Linked DNA regions of Mus musculus: regions 1, 2, 3, 4, 5 and 7 are each linked to region 6. Evidence: chromatin contacts called from public promoter capture Hi-C data. All regions are on one chromosome and are shown on one strand. Each heading gives the region's core, a stretch centred on a gene start, on an enhancer-like site or on the middle of the called end of the contact. The rest is flanking DNA. Distances are from core to core; before and after follow the strand shown. Region 1 holds the start of St13 (suppression of tumorigenicity 13). Region 2 holds the start of Elfn2 (leucine rich repeat and fibronectin type III, extracellular 2). Region 3 holds the start of Tob2 (transducer of ERBB2, 2). Region 4 holds the start of Kctd17 (potassium channel tetramerisation domain containing 17). Region 5 holds the start of L3mbtl2 (L3MBTL2 polycomb repressive complex 1 subunit). Region 6 holds the start of Rpl3 (ribosomal protein L3). Region 7 holds the start of Rac2 (Rac family small GTPase 2).

Region 1 (2,700 bases), core at 167-2,666, 1.3 Mb before region 6:
ATACCCTATTTTCTGGTTCAGATTTTGCACACCTCGTCTGAAGTATAATCCAACATTAGGTCTCCTTACAAAGTAGGTGACTCACTCTCCAGTATAAAATTTTATGTTAGGTTAATTGCTCACCATATTGTACACGGAGGGTTCACATTCTCCGTGCTCTATCACCTTGACTGTTTATGTAAGACTTAGGCACGTCCCTCGCTTAGTTCTTTACAAACTGAATTGCACAAAGCATTTGTTTCTAGACGTGTTTCTTCTCTCTCTTTCTCTCTCTCTCTCTCTCTCTCTCTCTCTTTTCGAGACAGGGTTTCTCTGTATAGTCCTGGCTGTCCTGGAACTCACTCTGTATTTGGATCAGGCTGGCCTCGAACTCAGAAATCCGCCTGCCTCTGCCTCCCAAGTGCTGGGATTAAAGGCGTGCGCCACCACAGCCCGGCTCTATCTTTTGAGCTAGCTCTCCGATGAAACCTATGAAAAGGCGAAAGATTTACCCTGACCTAACACACACACACACGCTACTTGACATTAAACAATTTAGTCAAGTGTGATGATAAAAGCTACCAATTTAGAATTCGAGTAACTTTGAAGACAATCCCTTGGAGTTCCCTCCTCTTCAGTCACTCCAGCTTTCCCAGAATAACAGAACCTAAAGCCCACTCTTTCCCAGAGCAATCGATCAAAAGAAAAATCCGTGGGTGGTGAGGGGGGATCAGGTGCCGATTGGTGAAGAACCACGGATCATCAACTTGTAGCTCTTTGGGCTGCTTTAGGCTTTCTCCAAAGGAAGAACCTGAAGGGGACGCCGGCAGGAAAGACTCTAACCTGAGAGGCCGCGGAGCCTTGCTAGAACGGGAGCCAGCTTGGGGGTTGAGAGCAGAGACGGCATGGCCTGTAACCACTGGTCAGGAAAAGTACAAACTCTGGGGAAAGCCACTAGCACAGCCGCGTCGCCAGGAAACCAGTCAACTGCTCGGCCCCTTCCGGCAGGCGCGGCTCGCGGGCTTTCTTCCCGGGGCGGCGCAGAGCAGTGACGTCACTCGGCTAGGTTTTGGGCGCGCCGGCCCCACGGGCATTTATTTATTTTCCCCCCTCCTCCATGCGGCGTCTCGTTCTGCTTAATGCCCATCTTCACAGAAGAAATATCTTATTCCAAATGTCTCCCTATGTCCCGCTTGAAAGCGCACAGACACAAGGTCCTTCATCCATCCCGGGGAATTAGGTCAGAGGAAAGAATCCGAGTGAGACTGTTCGCCGATCGAAGCAGGCATTGTCACGGGCAGCTACACTTCTAGAAGGTTCTAGGCGGAGCACAGGTCCAGAGGTAGGAGTGGGAATGAGCGAGCGAAGGCCCGGGGTCACGAGGCCGTTGGGGGGGAGGAGCCAGCGGCCGGGGAGGTTCTAGTCTGTTCTGCCTCGCGGCAGCCGCCCCCTTCCACTTGGTCACGTTGAGCCGCTCCCGGGCCTGGCATCGTGCCTCCGCAGCCGCCCACCGCCTTCAGCTTCCAGCCTCCCACCATGGATCCCCGCAAAGTGAGCGAGCTTCGGGCCTTCGTGAAGATGTGTAGGCAGGACCCGAGCGTCCTGCACACCGAGGAAATGCGCTTCCTGAGGGAGTGGGTGGAGAGGTGAGAGCCCTGGGCCCCGTGGACCGTTGGGGACGGAAAGTTGGGGGTTGGGGAGTGGGCCCCGAGCTGGCGTAGGGAGGAGGGGAGCGGTTCTAGGCCCCTTCGTGGCTCTTAGTGGCTTCGAGAGGTTCTCGGAGGGATCTGGAGCGTTGGGCAACTTAGGGGTGGAAAAGCAGAGGTTAGAGTTGGTTCCCCCCCACCCCCCGCAGTTAAGTCTTTATGGGGGTGTGTTTGGGTTGTGAATATTTGAGCAGTGGAAATAATGCGCGAACGAAGACAAAGCTTTTACTAAGGGATTGTTTTTCTTGAACCTGGCGTCTTGTTTAAGTCGCATTGACCCATGTGTCGTTTAAAATATTAATAGTGGTAACTTATTTATTCTATAACTTCAGTTATCTGTACTTGGCCTTACAACGATTTTAATTGCATGGAATTTTGTTGGGAATTATTTATACCCACGTTAGTTGTAGCGCTGTCACTTCAGCTACTTTAGGAATTTTTTTTTTTCCTTCAAAGACCAGTGTGCTTGCAGGACTAACTGGAGAGTATTTCGCCTGCGTACTATGATTGTTGTGCCAGCTGCTGGGAAACAGTATTACTGGGGAATTGGTTTCTCCTTTTTGTTGTTTTAGTCTCGTTGATAAAAGATTTTAAAGACAGAATTAGAAGAAAGCTTAGGCACCATTAGAATTTGAGGGTGAAAAACGCAACAGTACAAACAAACTAAATCTCTACAGCTGCCAAGGGGAGGGAGGATGTTAAGTCATGCTTTCTGAATTAGGGTCAGCAATGGAAGCTCACCAGCACTTGTAGAAATGGGGGAGGGTCGGTCTTCAGAGAAAGTGCATGTTTAGGGTCTTTGGTTAATATAAAAAAAAAAGAGATGGGGAAAAGTAAAGTTTTATATATTTTTCAATTAGAACTTAGAAAAAACAAGCAGGCTGAGCCATGAAGGTCTGAAAGCAACTGTGTGGAGTGAAGGACTCAGGGACTGTATAAGCACTTTACTTCTTTAAAGATAATTATTCCAAGCTTTTTGCATATCTTCTGGTAAATCAGCCTTTCTGAGAGGTTG
Region 2 (2,700 bases), core at 112-2,611, 1.4 Mb after region 6:
TCTTATGGTCCCTCTTCGGGGAAGGGGATTAGGTTAGTAGACAGAGGCAGCATAAGGTTTCATTGGGTCTGCAAAGAAGATCTGAAGGATGGGTAGGAAGAAATGCGCCTGCCACTCAAAAAGGTACAGGTCGGGAGGCTTAGAGGTGAGACACCCCACAGTCTCTCTAAATTGTGACATAACAGGTGGCCTGGGTCTCAGCGCTTATCTACCCTTCTGGTCCTATCCTGGGCTACTTTCCTGTCCTCGGATGACAAGAGCGAGGCGATTTTGTACAGCATTTCTTTCTGCTCTAGTGCTACCCAACTCCACGGGTCCCTCTGTACTAAGTACACCAGGATGCTTTCCGCCTCTGTGACTTTGCACATGTCGTTCCCGCAGTCTGGGATACCCTTCTCCACTTCCTTCAGCTGAGCAACTCCTACCCATCAGCTCCCATTCATCTGTCCAGACTCAGCCCAGGCCTGTTAGGAGTTCCAGCAGCCGGGCTGAGTCGCTGTGCACCACCTGAGGACAGGCTCTGGTGAATGCGGCCCGGAAAAGTGATTGCGAAGCACAAAGTCTGGCGGCGGCAGAGCTCAACTGTCTGGGTTGGCGGGTCACAACGGCTGGAGGAGACTCCTGACATCAGCCCAGACTCCCACCAGCTGCTTGTGTGCCCAGCTTCGGGTGCAGAGCCTCAACTACCGCTGCCTTGCAGGGAGACTCCCTTGCAGGTGGTGGTGGTGGTGGTGATGGTGGTGGTGTCTGTGTTTGAAGCGGAGCTTAAGCTGTGGCCAGGAAGGCCTTAGGAAGTTTCTCTTTGTGGCCACAGAGCCCAATATGCTCCCGGGGATGGGGTAAGGCAGCGAGGGGTAGCCAAATGCCTTGGTTTGGAGGCAGGGAGAATTGGGAGACTCCACGGACTCGGACTCGCTGTATAAACTTTGGGCAAGCACTCTGCTCACCCGCCTCAGCTGTCCCGCCTGCAAAATGGGAACGCAGCAGCTCCACCGCAGTGCTCTCCAGTGGTTACACGCGGAACACCGGGTCAGGGCGCAGGCGGAAAGGGGTGCTCGGGCATGGGAAGGGGGGAAGCGGGGTTGGGGATGAGATTGTCCTCGAGCAGGGCGCTGCACCCGGGGCAACTTTGCCTCCAGCTGTTGAATGAGCTGGAGGAGGCGGTGGTGGGGTGAACTGAGACATAGCCCGGAGAGAGGTGGCCGAGGTGGGGCGGGGCCGGGGGGCGCGCTCGGCGGGTGCCCGGGGCTTGGCGGTCCGCGGTGCAGCCACCTCACAGGGCGCTGCAGCTGCAGTAGCGCCAGAGCCCAGCGCGGCCCCCGCCCCGTGGCGTGTGTCTGGGAGCGCGCTTGTGGCCGTGGAAGCAGACGGCGGAGGGGCGGGAGGGTCTGCAGCGGAGAGAGGCCTGTGAAGGGATCTGGCTACAGAGCCGGACGGACCGACAGACGCAGTGATCGCCAGCCCCTGAGGTCCTCCGCCCAGCACCCGGGCCCTCTGCGGGCAGCAGCCCTACGCGGCGGGAGGCGGGGGTGGCAGTGTCTGCGCGCACACGCACGCTCACAGACACACACGCCCGGGCCACGCCACAGACACACGACACGCACAGAGCCACGGCCGGCCGCCGCGCACACTCGCACCCGCGCTCACGCTCGCTCTCCGGCGCAGGCCCCGCAGCAGCCGCTGCCGGGAGGTGGTGGCATCCCGCTCGGATCCCAGTCAGGACTGGAGGTGAGTGGATTCCTCCGGATCCGAGTGCTGCAGGCGGCTGGCGGGGACCCCGGGAATCCAGGCTGAGCTGAGGGCTCCCTGGCCGCCAGCGGGGGTGGGGCTTGGAAAGGGACCTGGGAGGGGAGGATGAGGCAGGGAGAGCCACTCTTCTTGGTTCTTCTTGGTCTGGGGATCCCCCATAAGACCCCCAAGGGACCACCCTGCGCAAGGTGGTGGGGGAGAGGCTGGGCGGAGGCGTGGTGGGAGGGCAGGGAGGACGAGCGTCGAGGTGAACATTTTCGCGGTGGTGATGCAGAAGCTTGAGCAGGGTTTTGCTAGCCAGTACCACGCCGCACCTCTCTGGCCCCCATTTTGGCGAACCAGAGCTCCGGCCCGCTTTTCACTGAGTCGTGGCGGGTCAAGGAATTCATCTCACTGGTAAGGGGGGCTTCACAGGGTGGCTAGATCTCTAGCCCAGGGGGAAGGGACCGGCTTTCGACTTGCCCCCTATCTCTCAGGGGCACTGTGAATGTAGTAGGGGGACCAGAGTTAGGGTATGCTGGGACCCTTGCAAGGACTTGGATTTTTTTCCCCTCGGCAGGGCTGGTGTGGGACAGAAGCACCAGCATAAACGGACAGACTGCAGCTCTGACTGAGCCCCACCATTGCCTAGTGGTGTGTGTGTGTGTGTGTGTGTGTGTGTGTACTGCTACTGGCTAGGAGGGGGTAGAGGGTGGGTGTGTTGGCTGGTGGGGTGGTATATGCATGTGGAAAGGATGTGTATTGACTCAGGATAGACCCCCATTGCCACACAGACACACACACAATCTGTGGCTCAGCAGGGCTTCCTTGGAATATTTGGAGGGGAGAGAGCTTGTATGTGTCTGTGTGTCTGTATGTGCCTGTGTGCGTCTCTCTCTCTCTCTCTCTCTCTCTCTCTCTCTCTCCCTCTCTCTCTCTCTCTCTCTCTCTCTGAATCTGCGTACTTGGGGA
Region 3 (2,700 bases), core at 100-2,599, 1.8 Mb before region 6:
ACTGCCGTTGCACCGGAACCTTCAGGAACGTGAATAAAGAATAGGGGTTGGCCAGGCGTGGTGGTGCACGCCTTTAATCCCAGCACTCGGGAGACAGAGGCAGGCTGATTTCTGAGTTCGAGGCCAGCCTGGTCTACAAAGTGAGTTCCACGACAGTCAGAGCTATACAGAGAAACCCTGTCTCGAACCCCCCCCCCCAAGAAAAAAAAAAAAGAAGAAGAGGAGGGGTTGTTGAATTGGAAAATAGGCGAACTAAGGCGGGGGCTAGGGGAACTGTACACAAGGCCAGCGGTCCTCCAGCCTAGTCTGATAGTCCAGTTCTCCTAGGGTTTCAACCCGCCACAGATCCTAGACCCCCTCATCGCTGAGCCTGCACTGTCACAAAGCCACAGAGTAGAAAAAGCGTGACCAAAATCCGGGCCCGGGTGCGCCTCGCTTCGCCGCCGCCGGGTGCTGTCGGGCTTAATGAACACCCTGCTCACCTTGCCAGGGCTGGCGCTTCTTCTGCGACTATTGCTAGAAGGAGCGCGGCTCTCATGCTCTCCTGTGCGTGGGTAACCTGCTCCAGAGAGCTCGAGGACCTCAGCAGAGGGGCGGCGGTCGCGCGTGGCCAGCCCTATTATGGTGTTTGGGACCCAACTTTCCGGGCTGGGAGTGCATGACTAACCGGTGCTCCGCTCTTTTTTCTAACCCTCGATCTTCTTGCACCCTTCCCTTCCCTTCGATCTTCCACGTCCCCACCAGGAGGGCGACACTGGTAAACTCAGGTTAGCCTACACTCAGATCCAGAACCTTCCTGGAGGTGGCATCGTGCCACTGTCTCCCCAAATTCAGAATGAACAAATCGGAACCGGGGAGTTCAAGTCACGGGGACCGTCAGAACTGAAGAGTCATGCCGTCTAGGTCTTAGGGAACTTTGAGAGCTGGGGCTAGGGTTTGGAGTTCTCAGGGCCCCGGTGATGCCAGCAACAGCCACTGTGTCCCAGGCTACTTCCTAATGGCCTGTTGTGTTCCAGGTCTGTCCCTACCCTCCCCGGGGTTGGTCTACACCGGTTTAAAAAAAAAAGAAAAAAACGTACATGGCGAGCTCAGACTGCTTTGGAGTCTTAAGAGAAGAAATCCGGCGCTAAGGCGCTCAGAAGGATTCCGAGGGTGAGCAGCCCCGCTGAGGACGTGGCAGGGAGGGGTCTAGAGGAGACAAGGTGAGAAGATCGCTATTACACTTCCCGCAGAACCTGGAATCCCAACCTACGACTGGGCTGCGAGGGGTTAAAGATGCCAAGGGAGGAAAAGTAGTCCCGGCCCCGCCCCGGCTGGGCGGAGGGACGCATCACGCAGGGGTGGGGAAAGCAGATTCATGCGCAGGGTTGCTGAGGGTGAAACTTTTCATTGACTTTGCTCACTTCGGGCCCAGGCGCGGGAAGGTGCAGGTCGTTGAGACTGAGTGTCGTGGGAACCGAGAGGCCAGAAGGACAGGACCTGCCAGACGAGTACATCCAGGGCTGGCCTCCATCCACCGCGTGACGGGTGCCATCCTCGGGTCCGCCATCCCCGCGCCGTCGCCGCCGAGCTCGACCTCCAAAAACAGCGGAAAGAATCACATGAGCTCGGTCCTCGTCCCTCTCTACCCTCAAACGACGTAAAAGGACACCGTGGCCCTCAGCCTCGCGGTGCCCGGGAAGCTGGGAGAGAGACCTCCGTCCCGCGGCCTGCAGAGCGGACCCTTCGTGGAGACCCGAGTGAGTGCGCGGGCTTGCGGGCGGGGGACGCCCACACTGGTCCACTCCCCTGCTGCCCCTCTCCGGATCCGCCCCTGTTTCGCTCTCCATCACTCTCTTTGATCCTGGGGTACCTAGTTTCGAGTGCGGCCCTCTCCTAAGCGGAGAGCGTTTCCTCCTTGACCTCCTTCCCCATTTATTCACGCCTCACTCGTTATGTTTTCCTTGCCCCCCCCCCCCAGAAACCAAACTCTGGCCAGAGTTAAATAAATTATGGGAAGGGAGGGGATTCTATCTTTATTTTTCGGCTGCTTTTCACGTGTGCGGGGTGGTGATTATTAACACAGTCTGTTTCTGTCCCTTTGGAACCTGTGAGATGGGAAATTTGGACATCCCCTTCTTGGTGACAGGGCCGGTTAGTGGAGAGTGCCCTTGGGTTGCCGAGCAAGAACTCATTGCAGGTTGAGCTCTTTATATACTTGTGTAGGCGGAAAAAAAAGTACCCAAAGAGCCTGTCGGATAGTGTATTAATTGTGTCTGATCTCTTCTATTCCTAAACTTCCCCTTCTGTCTGAGGGGGATGTACTCCGCCCTTGACCAAAAATCTAAGGAGGGAAAAGGGAAAAGCCATCCCCTCCCCTGGGAGCAACCAGAACTTCACACAGCAGGCTTTGGGATCAGCAGACAGGGTTTCCGGTGCCAGTTCGGTGTCTAACCTACCCCCCCCCCCCCCATCCACCCTAACCTATCCACCCTGGCCTGGGAGTGGGTTTGGTTTCTCTTTGATTTCTTAACAACAATAAAAATCCTGTTGCTTGCCTGAGCGCCTACCCCCAATGCCTCACTTAAGCACTGGGGAAAACAGCTGGTGTGGGAGGCAGGATTAGGGAGGTTTAACACCCTGCCGGGGAGGGTTGCTGAGGATCTGGTAAGTCTGGTCCTAGGGTAGGCCTTGTAATGGGGAGGAGACTCAGACTTTCTG
Region 4 (2,700 bases), core at 86-2,585, 1.7 Mb after region 6:
CTGGAAGAATGGCTACAGGGAGAGAGGAAGCAGGAAGAAAGCAGTAAGGATCTGGGTTCGAACCCTGCCTCTGCCTTTTCCAGGCTGTGTGACCTTGAGCCAATCATCTGGCCTCTGGAGCGTTGCTTCTTTCTCCCATAGTCAGAGGATTAGATGTGAGTATAGAGGGTGACCGGATTCCTGAGTGGCCCCTTACCTCTCTCTCAGCACAGGACCCAGTGAATTTCCCTCTTAGGAAAGTTTCCCTCTTGGAGGCTGTGTACCGCGCCCACCCCCACCCCCAGCCAACCCCACTATTCACTAGATGTTTGCAAGTTTCCAAAGAAGCTGCACTCTGATTGGACAAGTGCAGCCTGCAGGGAGGACTGGGATCTGGACAACCCAGCACAGAAGACGGAGACATCAAGGGACAGGGGACTCACCCAAGGGCACAGTGTAAGAGGGCCACAGAATGGGGGACAGGGGACTTTGACAAGCCAACTCCAGAGGCCTTGCACACTAGGAGGCCAAAGTCAGAGAGCAGGGAAGTTCCCCTCTCCTCCCGATTCCTCCCTGGTCATTTGGGAATTTGGCAGGAGAGCAGGGTGAGCCCACAAGTGATAGCTCCAAAGCCAGTGCTCTTCCCTACATTAAGCCCAGCTCCAAGACACCCAGGCCTCCTCCATCTAGTTCCTTGTACCCTTCAGCTGCCCACACCCTAAGGGCGGGGAGAAGCAGCCGCATCAACTCCTTTAAGAGTCAGCCAGGGCAGTAAGGCAGGCCCGGTTTGTTGGTCCCTCCCCAGCGCTCCACAGTAAGGAAGCGTCCCGGATCTGGGGCAGCTCTCCAAAGCTCTAAATGGCTGCGGCCTGTGCTGTCCCGTTGCCACGGCAATGGGTATAGCTATTCCTCTCGGCTCCTCTTCCTCCCCCTCCTCCTGCCTCGGCTCCCCGCCTCAGAATCCTAGGAAAGCCAGAGGCCGAGGGACGCGCAGGCGGGACAGCCCGGGAGCGCGGGGCCAGGACCCCCCTGTCAGCGGGCTCAGGGCTCACCCTGTCCGATTGAAGCTCTTCGCCCTGACACAGGCGGCTGAGGAAGGACTTCTGCTCCCGACACAGCGTCTGGCGGGTGGTCAGGAACACCGTGCCCCCCACGTTCAGCCGCACCCACTTGCCCCAGCCGCCCCCGGGGCGGCCGCCCGCCCCCACCGGTGGCGCTGCCTCCCCGGCCTCCATCCTCATCGCCGGCCGCGTTGTCTGCATCCTTCCCTCCGCACGCCGCGGGCGAGTACCAGGTGCAGGGCATGCCGGGAGCTGTAGTCTGGAGCCAGGGCTGGGATGCTCTGCGCTTGTCCTGGTGTTGCTCGGACAGCACGTCCCGCCCCACATTGCCTTTCTTGGTGATCTATCATCTGGTCTCTCCGTGTGGCCAGACTGCTTGGTTTGCAGAAGGCCCTGCGAAAACAGTGATTTCCTCATTGGCTATCCCCCCCCATTTGTTCTGCTTTGTACGGGGGCCCCAGCTGAGGAATACCTGACCTGAGAAGAACTTTCTTCCTCCAGAAATTCCTATATTTACCTGAACCTACTTTTAAAAATAGGCGCACGCGCCTGTGTGTGAGCATGTGCGTGTGTGCATATGCGTGCATGAGCCACATCAGCAGTGTTTCTTTTTTGTCCCGTGTGTGGCAAAGACCACGGGGATGAGGTATAGTCACCACCTCTTCCTAAATTCTTTGAGGATATGTAGTTGGGCTTAGGGCTGGCTGAACGTTTCTGTGTGCCAGAAGCTGTGTGAGCATACATATGACTCCTTTAAGCTTCCTGCATCCCTGCCGGGTTGCTCTGGATGCCAGTCTTGGTCTAGTCTGAATGCTACGGAGTCTGCTTAAAGAGTGAACGTTCAGAAGATGAAGTTCAGGTACTGGCTTCTCTGGTGCCACTTGGCTTCCATATGTGCTTGACCTGAAGCTTGGAGATGAGGCATGGATCGGCTCTACAAAGTGGGGAAGGGGAGTTTTAGAATAGCCCCCTCCCCCATGATGCTGAGATGCCCAGGCCCCCCAGATGCCTTTCCTTGATGGGAGTGTGGGGTGTGCAGCAGGACTGGGGAGGCTCCAAAGCTCTCAGCAAAGGAGGAATGGGCTTAGGGTTTGGAAATGGTCACTCTAGCATTGGCATTCAAGGTGATTGCTGGGCTAGCAGAATGGAGAGGAAACAGGGGAGGGGGAGGATCCTGTTTGGGGGACATGGTCACTGCTGTTCTCACCCCACTGTTCAGTGAGTTCCTGAGGACAGTTGTTCCTTTTAGGACAACACAGCAGGTACAAAAAGACCTGACTTAGGGATGGCCTAGTTTCACTTTCTGTTGATGTAATATTAACATCCTGCCAAAAGCTAACGTAGGAAGAAAATGGTTTATTTGGCTCATAATTCCATATGAGCTCTTTGCTATAGGGAAGTCTAGGTTCCAGGACCTCGAGGCAGCTAGCCACATCCACAATCAAGAGCAGAGAGAGAACAAATGTATGCTTGTACTCAGCTCACTGTCTCCACTCTTACACCGTCCTGGGCTGAAGCCTAGGGAATGGTGTCTCCCACAGTGGGCTGTGTCTTCCCACATCAATTAATGTAATCAAGACAATCTCCTACAGTCATGCCCACCTGATTCAGACAATTCATCACTAGCTCTCTTCACAGGTGATTCTAAACTGTGTCAAGC
Region 5 (2,700 bases), core at 130-2,629, 1.6 Mb before region 6:
CCAGGGATCAGAGATCTACACAATAATGTGGAAATATCCTAAGCACCTCAAAAAATTTTTACTGGGCTAGAAGGCATTTGAAACTCTTTCTTCCCTCTTCTGTATATGTACATCCAAATGATCTCAACTCAGAAACAAATTTAAGACTGCCAGGCCCTCTTGCTGCTGCCTAGACCACTGCTCCTTGCAATGTATCCAATAAACCTGTTTTCTTCCTTAAAGGAAAACAGGGAAAAGAAAAAAAGACTGAGAAAATTGAGACCCAGGCTATCCCAAGGAGGCTTTGAGTCAGATGACTAATTGTATGGTGGTATGGACCACAGCCGTGAGTTGAGCTCTGATTGAAATCAGCTACTGATCCTGGGGCAAGTCACTTAAGGTCTGTGGGACAATTTTCTCATCCACGACAGCTGTTGGCTCACAGAATGTGAGGTAGCGATGAAATGCTACATAAAAACGTACCTAGCTTGTAATAGGAAAAAACGTGCCTAGCTTGTTGGGCAAGACAGAGGTAAAGAGAATGACGCTTTGGGCCAAGGTTCAAATACGATCTCTAGTGCTTCCTAGCTGTACGATGCACAGCGAGTCAAATGCACTGCCTCGGTTTCCACCAAATAAAGACAACACCACTATTTAATAATATTTTGGGAAGGGATGATAAACGTAAAACACTCAACAGTGCTCAATAAAGCTTAGCAATTATTACCGCTAGGAAACGGCAAGAGACTTCAAATGCAAGGTGCGGTGGGTCACCGGCTGCGGTACCACGGAAAAAGCGTAACGCAGTTTTGGAAACTGACGTACTTGGTGACAACCTCTTGCACTTTGCAGCTGTGTCGACCCAGAGGGCTGTTTTAATCCCTCCCTAAAGAAGATGGCTGTGAGCGTACGGGGAGACCAGCACGTGAACGCTCCCAGCGTGGAGTAGGAATCAACTCCGATCTTCCTCCCTTCACTTCCCGCGTGGAAGGGACAGGCCGCACGATCCTAAAGCTCAGAACCATGAAACCAAGACAAAGTTCAGAGCCCAGTTTCCCTGCCCCTGGCTAGGGAGGCGTTGCCATCCTTCCTTCGTCACCAGACCAAAAGGAACCTCGGGGGCCTCTGGCCGAGGCTAAGCTCCGTACCTCAGTTTACCAATCCTGCAACTGTCCACCACTAAGACATCGCTAAAACGGCGCGTCCGCCGAGCGAGGCGTTTGGGGCTCCCCTTCCCGCTTGGGCTGAGCCCTTTCCCTCTTACCTCAGTGCCCCGCGGTTTCTCCATGATACCAAATTCAATTCCCTCAACCGTCACCAGGTGCAGGAAGCCATATTGCCCTCGCCGCTCTCCGAGAGTGTGCTCATTGGCTGCTGCGCCCGAGCTGCGGGCCAATCATGCCGCAGGAAATAGGAAGCCGGTTCCGCGCTCGCCCGCGCCCCGCCTCCATTAAGGAGGGGCTGGGTAGCCGTGAGGATTAGGGGAGTTGTAGTTTTCTCCTGGGTGCACGAAAAGGGTCGTTGCCTTAGTAATGCGAAATCTCCTGAAGGGTACTTCTAGGGTTTTGTTGTTGTTTTTTCAGAGACAGGGTTTCTCTGTATAGTCCTGGCTGTCCTAGAACTCACTCTGTAGACCAGGCTGGCCTCGAACTCAGAAATCCGCCTGCCTCTGCCTCCCAAGTGCTGGGATTAAAGGCATGCGCCACCACGCCCGGCGGGTTTTTTTGTTTTTTGTTTTTGTCCTTTCTTAGTCAAATTTCAAACCATCTGAGCACAAGGGATTGGACGTGCCAGCCCCCCCCCCACACACACAAAAATTCGCACTCTCCCCAGGGGCCCCAGACAAAAATTCACACTCTCCCCAGGTAGGAAGTAAAGGTGCTCTTGGACAGGAATGCCTAGCAGAAATGCCTAATCCCTCTTTCAATTCAGACAGGAACAGGAATATTCTTAAACTCTATGTCCGTCTGCTCGCTGGGGCTTATGAGATGGTTTAGTAGGTGAAGGATCTTGTTCCATGAGCCTTTCTACCTGAGTTCAAATCTCTGAGCCACAACATAAACCTGGAAGTCAAAAAGCTACTCACAAAGTTGTCCTGACCTTTGTGTCACGCACATAAAACAAACACACAAGCTAAATAAATAAATGGGGAAAAAAAAGCCTTGGACTGGAGAAATGGTTCAGTGGTTACTGGCCACTTTTCCAGAGGTACCAGGTTTGATTCCCAGAACCCAGAACAACTCACAAAATTCTATAAACCCAGTTATAGTGGATCCTACTTTCTCTTCTGGCCTCTGATGACGCCAAGCACTAACATGGTCCATACATATGCATTCAGCAAAACCCCCATATCCACAAATAAATTATACGGATAGATGTTATAACCTTAAATCTAGGAGAGATGACTCAGCCTGTAAGTGAGTACAGCCAGAGCATGGAAAGCTGAGTTTTGCCCCCCAGTGCATGACAGAGCATGCCTGTGATCCCAGCACTAGGTAAGCAGACACAGAAGGATTCCCATGGCCTGCTGACCAGCCAGCAGCGATACAGTGGATAGCAAGAGATTGAAGAAGACACCTGAAGTCAACGCTTTTGCCAACTGGAGTATACATGTGGATTGAGTCCCCTATAGAACTACTCCTTCCCATCCTGGGTTCTCAGGAATTGTATGGCCTTACAAGCATCTAAAGTTCAGACAGGTCTGGATTAGTTTACTTATCC
Region 6 (2,700 bases), core at 34-2,533:
ATACTCTCTTCAAATCTCCCCGGTACTGCACATATGTGGTGCACGTGCATAAATGAGGAAAGCACTCATAAATATAAAATTAAAAAGAGCTTATTTAAGATATTCTTAAGTGGCGCTCCTCCACTTTCAGAAATTATTTTTTAAATTTTAATAAACCTATGTTGCTGTTCGAAAAATAAATTCATTAAGAATCTTGATCTGGAGAGATGGTTCAGAAGTTAAGAAAACTTGTCATCCCACGGGACCCAGGTCTAGTTCACAGCATTAACAACGGTCCAGGGGGATCTGACACTATTTTGACTTTTTTTTTTTTTTTTTTTAGATTTATTTATTTAGTGTATATATGAGTATAGAGGTCACCTGATCCCATTACAGATGGTTATAGGCCACAATATCGTTGCTGGGAATTGAACTCAGAATATCTGGAAGAACAGTCAGTGCTCTTAACCATTGAGCTATCTCTCAAGCCCTTATTTTTTTTTAAAGATTTATTTTTATTTTATGTATATGAGTACACTGTCGCTGTCTCCAGACACATCAGAAGAGGGCATCGAATCCCAGTACAGGTGGCTATGAGCCACCATGTGGTCACTGGGAATTTAACTCAGGACCTCTGGAAGTGCAGTTGGTGTTCTTAACTGCTGAGCCATCTCTCCAGCCCGGTTTGACTTCTGAAAATGTCACGCACGCCCGTGGCGCACATTCGTACACACGGGGGGGGGGGAACCTCACACATTTGTAAATCTGAAATTAAGAACAAAATATGAACGGGACATGACATCTGGAGACTGAATTGGCAGAGACAGGACTTGAGGGAGATGTGCCCGAAATCATGGCGCATTAAAGGCATGGCTTGATTGGAAGACTGAGAGCAATGTTGGTGATCACATCAAAATCACTGGTTAGGTAAAAGAGCAGTTTCATTCAGTCTATCTTAAGAGCTCACGAGAACAACGCAGTCAGTTGTCTCACACTAAGCCTGCTTCAACGCCGTTGTTTTCGTTGCTGTGTGGGACTAGCCCTGTGTGATTCCGTTCTAGAAGTGAGAGGAAGCACAATGCCTCCATTTTTCTTCATTATCATGAAATTTGGCTGCTGCAGAACGCCGTAGTTCTTTACATTCTAAACCTCAGCGTCGACGAGGCGTTTCGCTAAGCTTGAACCCAATCATTCTCCGTAGACCCTATTTGTCAATCCTAGTGGGCGGGAAAAATGTGTGTAAAATGACATTCGATGCGCGCCCTTCGACCCGACGCCTATGCGTCAACACGTTCGCACGCTCAGGGGGCGGAGCCATCACTTGGCTTTATATAGCCTGCACTGGCTCCTGGTCGCTCTCTATCTGCGGCGTGTGGCGGCGAGATGGTACGTATGGCCATGCTGCCTTCTAACTTGGTCTCCTGTGGGCCTGGCTTGTATTCACCTCCCATCGGCGCCATCCCTGGCTCGCCAATCCTGAAAGGATGTAATAGGGGATCGATGTGAGGGCCGCGACCGTCCGGAAATTCAGGGACCTTAACGGCCTTACGGAGGATGTGTGTGGGACCGGCCTGGGCCTGTGTGCGACCCATTTGATATCAGCGTAATCCTAAGGGACTTATGGAATGGGCTGTTTTGTGCTTAATTCGAGGGTAGTGGTCAGTCTGGTAGGGATGGCCCAGGTCTTTAGGAATGCATTGGTTAAGTGGAGAAATTTGGCAAATCGGGTCGGGTCTCCATTTTGGAATGTTATAAGAGTGGAAGGTGCATCTCTAGAGTTCTCAGAAGCCACAAATGATGAACCTTTTGACGGGCGGACAGAAACTCTGTGCTGAATGTCAAGTTCTGATTTGGCTTTAGGAGGGAGTGTTTGAGGCCGACTTGCATTAGACTCCATCTTGATACGCCATGTTGCCATTTAGTCACATGGGATACTCTTGAAAGTTCACCCATCGAGGTTTTAGTATAACTAAGCTGTTTTGTGTTTGAAAGGCATGGAAACTAAAAGCATTAAGCTGAAGTCTTATTGCAGTCTGTCCTCTGATACAATTCCTTTAAATGTGGAACCCTCCTTTGGGCTTGATTGGAAGACTGAGAGCAATGTTGTGATCTCTCCCTTTACCTCAGTCTCACAGGAAATTCTCAGCTCCCAGGCATGGGTCCTTGGGCTTCCTGCCTCGCAAGCGCAGCAGCCGGCATCGTGGGAAAGTGAAGAGCTTCCCTAAGGATGACGCTTCCAAGCCCGTTCACCTCACAGCCTTTCTGGGTTACAAGGCTGGCATGACCCACATCGTCCGGGAAGTTGACAGGCCAGGATCTAGTATGTACAGTACTTCCTTGTCCAACTTGGGCTGTGTGTAATTTTGCCTGTAGTTACAGTAAATTCCCAAAGGAGCACAATAGCTTCATCCTGGGGTGCTTTGTGGTAAGTCTAGAACAAAGCCTGACTTAGTGTGGTAGTGCCCACACTAAGGGAGCCTAGAAGTGTTTTGGCCTAGCGAAATTTAACACAGATTCCTGTGCAGAGTCCTGTTGGGGTAGTTGGTTGTTTCCATGCCAGTGCCTGTTATCAACCCTAGGTACTCTGAAAAGGTAGACACATTTAACAAGTGTATTCTGGACATGAAACCAGACTAGTGATAAAGCTCCTCTTTGAGACAGTCTAGATAGCACATGGCATTTTGCTACTTCAGTGGTGATAGTCACCACCTGGCATGGTGC
Region 7 (2,700 bases), core at 28-2,527, 1.5 Mb after region 6:
CACTTGAAAAATCAAACACCGAACTTCTCCAAATAAATATGAGGGGAAAAAATACTCCAGTAGAGAAATGGACAAATACACAAATAGTAACTTGTGTAATAGGAAACCCAAAAGTCCAATAAACAACTAAAAACACAAATGCCCAACAAAACACCTGCAAACACAAACACCCAACCAAACACTTATAAACACAAATGCCCAACACAAGGCGAGTGTAGTTGATATCATCAAAACGGCAAGAAGCCTACGACAGTTTGTAGGTAGGATTTTCGGTTTGGAGTGGTTTCCCAGCTAGGATCTTGCTGTATCGCTCGATGGCTCTGGCTGCCTTGGAACTCTCACTCTGAATCCTGGACTCAAGCTCCCAGCAATCCCTTTGTCTCAGCTTCCTGAAAGCTTAGATTGCACCATGCTGTGAGAAGGTTTGGACTTGCCAAACTTCTACCAGCTTGCTCTACTGCATCTGTCCCTGACTCTTCCTCCTCCTCCTCCTCCTCCTCCTCCTCCTCCTCCTCCTCCTCCTCCTCCTCCTCCTCCTCCTCTCACTCCTCCTCCTCCTCCTCCTCCTCTCACTACTCCTCTTCTTCCTTCTCTTCCAACTCCTTCCCTTTTCCCTATCCTCCCTCCTCTCCTTCCTCCTCCTCCCCCTTTTCCTCCACTTCCTCCCCTCCCAATTTCCCCCCTTCCTCCCCTTCCTCCTTTTCTCCCCTCTCCTCTACCTCTTCCCTTCTCTCTTTCCCTCCCCCTCCTTTGCCTTCTCTCTACACACTGGCCCTTGCTTAGGCAGCACCCCCCCCCCCCGGGCCAACTTTGTTTGACATCACACGTCATAGCCACCAGTTTTCCCTGCTGGTGACTCTGAGGTCACTCTGTAGCTCTCCCTTGGCCCATGTCTCCTGCCTTGCTCACAGCACCTGTGGTGTGGTTTGCCTTCTCTACAGAGCAGGAACTCCAGGACAACCTGGCTTCCTGCATTTTAGAGTCACCAGCTCCCAACACAATGCCTGATACACAGTAGGCACTCAAGTGTTTGCCCATGGGAGTCAGGCCAACTGACTTCTTGGAGGATGCAGATTCTTCGAGAGCAACTTTGTCCCTGCCCTGGCTTAGGAAGTGAATCTTCAATTCTCTAGGGTGCCTGGGTTCCCTTTGGAGCCTAAGTCAAGTGCCCTTGGTGGCCTGGGCCCAACCTAGCACCTGTGGGGCCCCAGGTCCTCTTCCAGACCGCATGCTCCACCCCCTCAAGGCTGTGGGGCAGCAGCTTGGGTAAGTTCCTCTTCCGTTTCCTCCCGCCTCTTGAGCTGGGGTGCTGCTCCTCACTGCCGGGTACCTCCTAGCCACTCCATACCACTGGTGTCCACAGCAACGCTCCTGGCCCCCAACTGTCATCCCTGGCTGCTGGGCCTCAGATGCAATGCAGGCCATCAAGTGTGTGGTGGTGGGTGATGGGTAAGTACCTGGCTGAGTTGTCTCCCACCCCTACCAGGATGCCTCTGAGATCCTCCCTGGTACACCCACAGATTCAGGGCTCCCAGGAGGTTCTGGGGAAAGTCGCTTCCTTTCCTTGTAAGGGCTTACAAGGAACATTTGGGGTGGGTCTGGACTGCTCCCTGTCCTTCAGCCTACCCCACTCCGGAAGCTACTTGGGTGGAGGGCCTGGACTGTGGGTGGGGTGCTGCTATTTGCCTGTACCCTGAGAGCTGGGACAGGGCTCCTACCGGGCCAGCATCAGTTCAGGGTACAGGTACGAGGAGGGAAATCAGCAGCTTGCCCTTCGGACCTTTGTTTCCCAGGCTGGCCCAGGCTCTAGTTGCTGTCTTGCTGGGCCTAGGGGACTTCTGGCAATCTCCAAGCTTTCTGACTCTCAGTCCAGCCTCTGCTCTTAAGGACTCCAGAGGGCAGGCTGGCTGCAGCCCTGCTAAAGTCTGATAGTCATTGTCAGATCTTGGGACCACAGGCTCTCATAACCCAAGGCCTGAGTTTCTTCATGTGTCTCCCATATATTCCGACACATTAGGGTGCAGTCCTCAAGTCTATCTTGGGTCCCGCTAGATCCATCCTCACATGTACTAGACAGCCATCTTCAGTTCGAAACGGGGAGGGGCTGAGGCCTGGAGACCTTTCCTGGCTTAGGTCCCAAGGTCACACACACTTTGGCTCTGCTGGTGGCATAGGCTATCTACCTCCTCAGCTGACTAGGTCCGACTTGGTCGCTGCTGCAGCCGCCACCGCGCTAGGGTGTCAGCCGTTATCTGTGGCAGCTGCTCTGCTCACTTCTGCTTTGTGTCTGATCTGGGGGAGGAGGGGGCGGACACGGAGGGCCGGAAGTCAATGATTCTATGCATTCAAAGTTACCTGGGTGGCAGGCTGGGGCTTGAGGGCAGAGGTTTAGGGGGCAGGGACAGCAGAGCAACCTCCTCGAGTGGGAAGTGACTTAACGGAATTGTACTGGGGAAGGCCCGGAGCTGTCCCTCTGGCCTCTCAGCTTCCTGCTGAATGACCTGGGTGACCTCCCAGCTTGGCAGGGAGATAGCTTAAATGGTGGTCATCTCCATTTATCCCATTTCTCTTTTGTATGTGGTCACCGGGCTGTGGCTCTCTGTATGATCTGTCTTCCACCAACCCTACTTACCATCACAGAGTTCGTTTTACAGGTGGGAAAGACCAAAACTCCGAAAAGTTACATAACCTGCCTTGGAG

Evidence for each region. Promoter capture Hi-C pulls out the DNA fragments that hold promoters and counts their contacts. Capture Hi-C pulls out chosen DNA fragments and counts their contacts.
Region 1: a promoter capture Hi-C map of pre-B cells shows a contact between it and region 6, with 4 times the contacts expected there. The contact joins the promoter of St13 here to the promoter of Rpl3 in region 6. A contact is called at or near these places in 11 of 39 promoter capture datasets (the 3T3-L1 cell line, 3T3-L1-derived adipocytes, the C10 cell line and 6 more) and 3 of 115 datasets of contacts at active chromatin or transcription factors (embryonic stem cells, large pre-B cells and microglia).
Region 2: a promoter capture Hi-C map of liver shows a contact between it and region 6, with 4 times the contacts expected there. The contact joins the promoter of Elfn2 here to the promoter of Rpl3 in region 6. A contact is called at or near these places in 2 of 39 promoter capture datasets (both in liver).
Region 3: a promoter capture Hi-C map of adipose tissue shows a contact between it and region 6. The contact joins the promoter of Tob2 here to the promoter of Rpl3 in region 6. A contact is called at or near these places in 5 of 39 promoter capture datasets (the C10 cell line, cranial neural crest, hippocampal neurons and 2 more), 1 of 115 datasets of contacts at active chromatin or transcription factors (pancreatic cancer cells) and 1 of 9 other capture datasets (adipose tissue).
Region 4: a contact with region 6 is called in a promoter capture Hi-C map of liver, with 2.4 times the contacts expected there. The contact joins the promoter of Kctd17 here to the promoter of Rpl3 in region 6.
Region 5: a contact with region 6 is called in a promoter capture Hi-C map of pre-B cells, with 2.1 times the contacts expected there. The contact joins the promoter of L3mbtl2 here to the promoter of Rpl3 in region 6. A contact is called at or near these places in 4 of 39 promoter capture datasets (cranial neural crest, embryonic stem cells, hippocampal neurons and 1 more) and 1 of 115 datasets of contacts at active chromatin or transcription factors (pancreatic cancer cells).
Region 7: a contact with region 6 is called in a promoter capture Hi-C map of pre-B cells, with 4 times the contacts expected there. The contact joins the promoter of Rac2 here to the promoter of Rpl3 in region 6. A contact is called at or near these places in 3 of 39 promoter capture datasets (liver and pre-B cells).

Annotation. Positions count from the first base shown.
Region 1 is chr15:81,398,410-81,401,109 of GRCm38.p6, reverse strand. St13 (suppression of tumorigenicity 13) reads left to right here and starts at 1,416. Exons shown (of 12, transcript NM_133726.2): 1 at 1,416-1,625. The coding sequence starts at 1,516. It overlaps Xpnpep3 (X-prolyl aminopeptidase 3, mitochondrial), which reads right to left and starts at 972. Exons shown (of 10, transcript NM_001347075.1): 1 at 823-972. The coding sequence starts at 886.
Region 2 is chr15:78,717,432-78,720,131 of GRCm38.p6, reverse strand. Elfn2 (leucine rich repeat and fibronectin type III, extracellular 2) reads left to right here and starts at 1,361. Exons shown (of 2, transcript NM_001358692.1): 1 at 1,361-1,728.
Region 3 is chr15:81,856,975-81,859,674 of GRCm38.p6, reverse strand. It overlaps Tob2 (transducer of ERBB2, 2), which reads left to right and starts at 1,349. Exons shown (of 2, transcript NM_020507.3): 1 at 1,349-1,739.
Region 4 is chr15:78,427,199-78,429,898 of GRCm38.p6, reverse strand. Kctd17 (potassium channel tetramerisation domain containing 17) reads right to left here and starts at 1,335. Exons shown (of 8, transcript NM_001289671.1): 1 at 1,032-1,335. The coding sequence starts at 1,241.
Region 5 is chr15:81,662,568-81,665,267 of GRCm38.p6, reverse strand. It overlaps L3mbtl2 (L3MBTL2 polycomb repressive complex 1 subunit), which reads right to left and starts at 1,379. Exons shown (of 17, transcript NM_145993.5): 1 at 1,244-1,379. The coding sequence starts at 1,267.
Region 6 is chr15:80,081,989-80,084,688 of GRCm38.p6, reverse strand. Rpl3 (ribosomal protein L3) reads left to right here and starts at 1,283. Exons shown (of 10, transcript NM_013762.2): 1 at 1,283-1,365; 2 at 2,107-2,299. The coding sequence starts at 1,363. Snord43 (small nucleolar RNA, C/D box 43) reads left to right here and starts at 1,783; the gene lies at 1,783-1,830.
Region 7 is chr15:78,571,360-78,574,059 of GRCm38.p6, reverse strand. Rac2 (Rac family small GTPase 2) reads left to right here and starts at 1,277. Exons shown (of 7, transcript NM_009008.3): 1 at 1,277-1,449. The coding sequence starts at 1,415.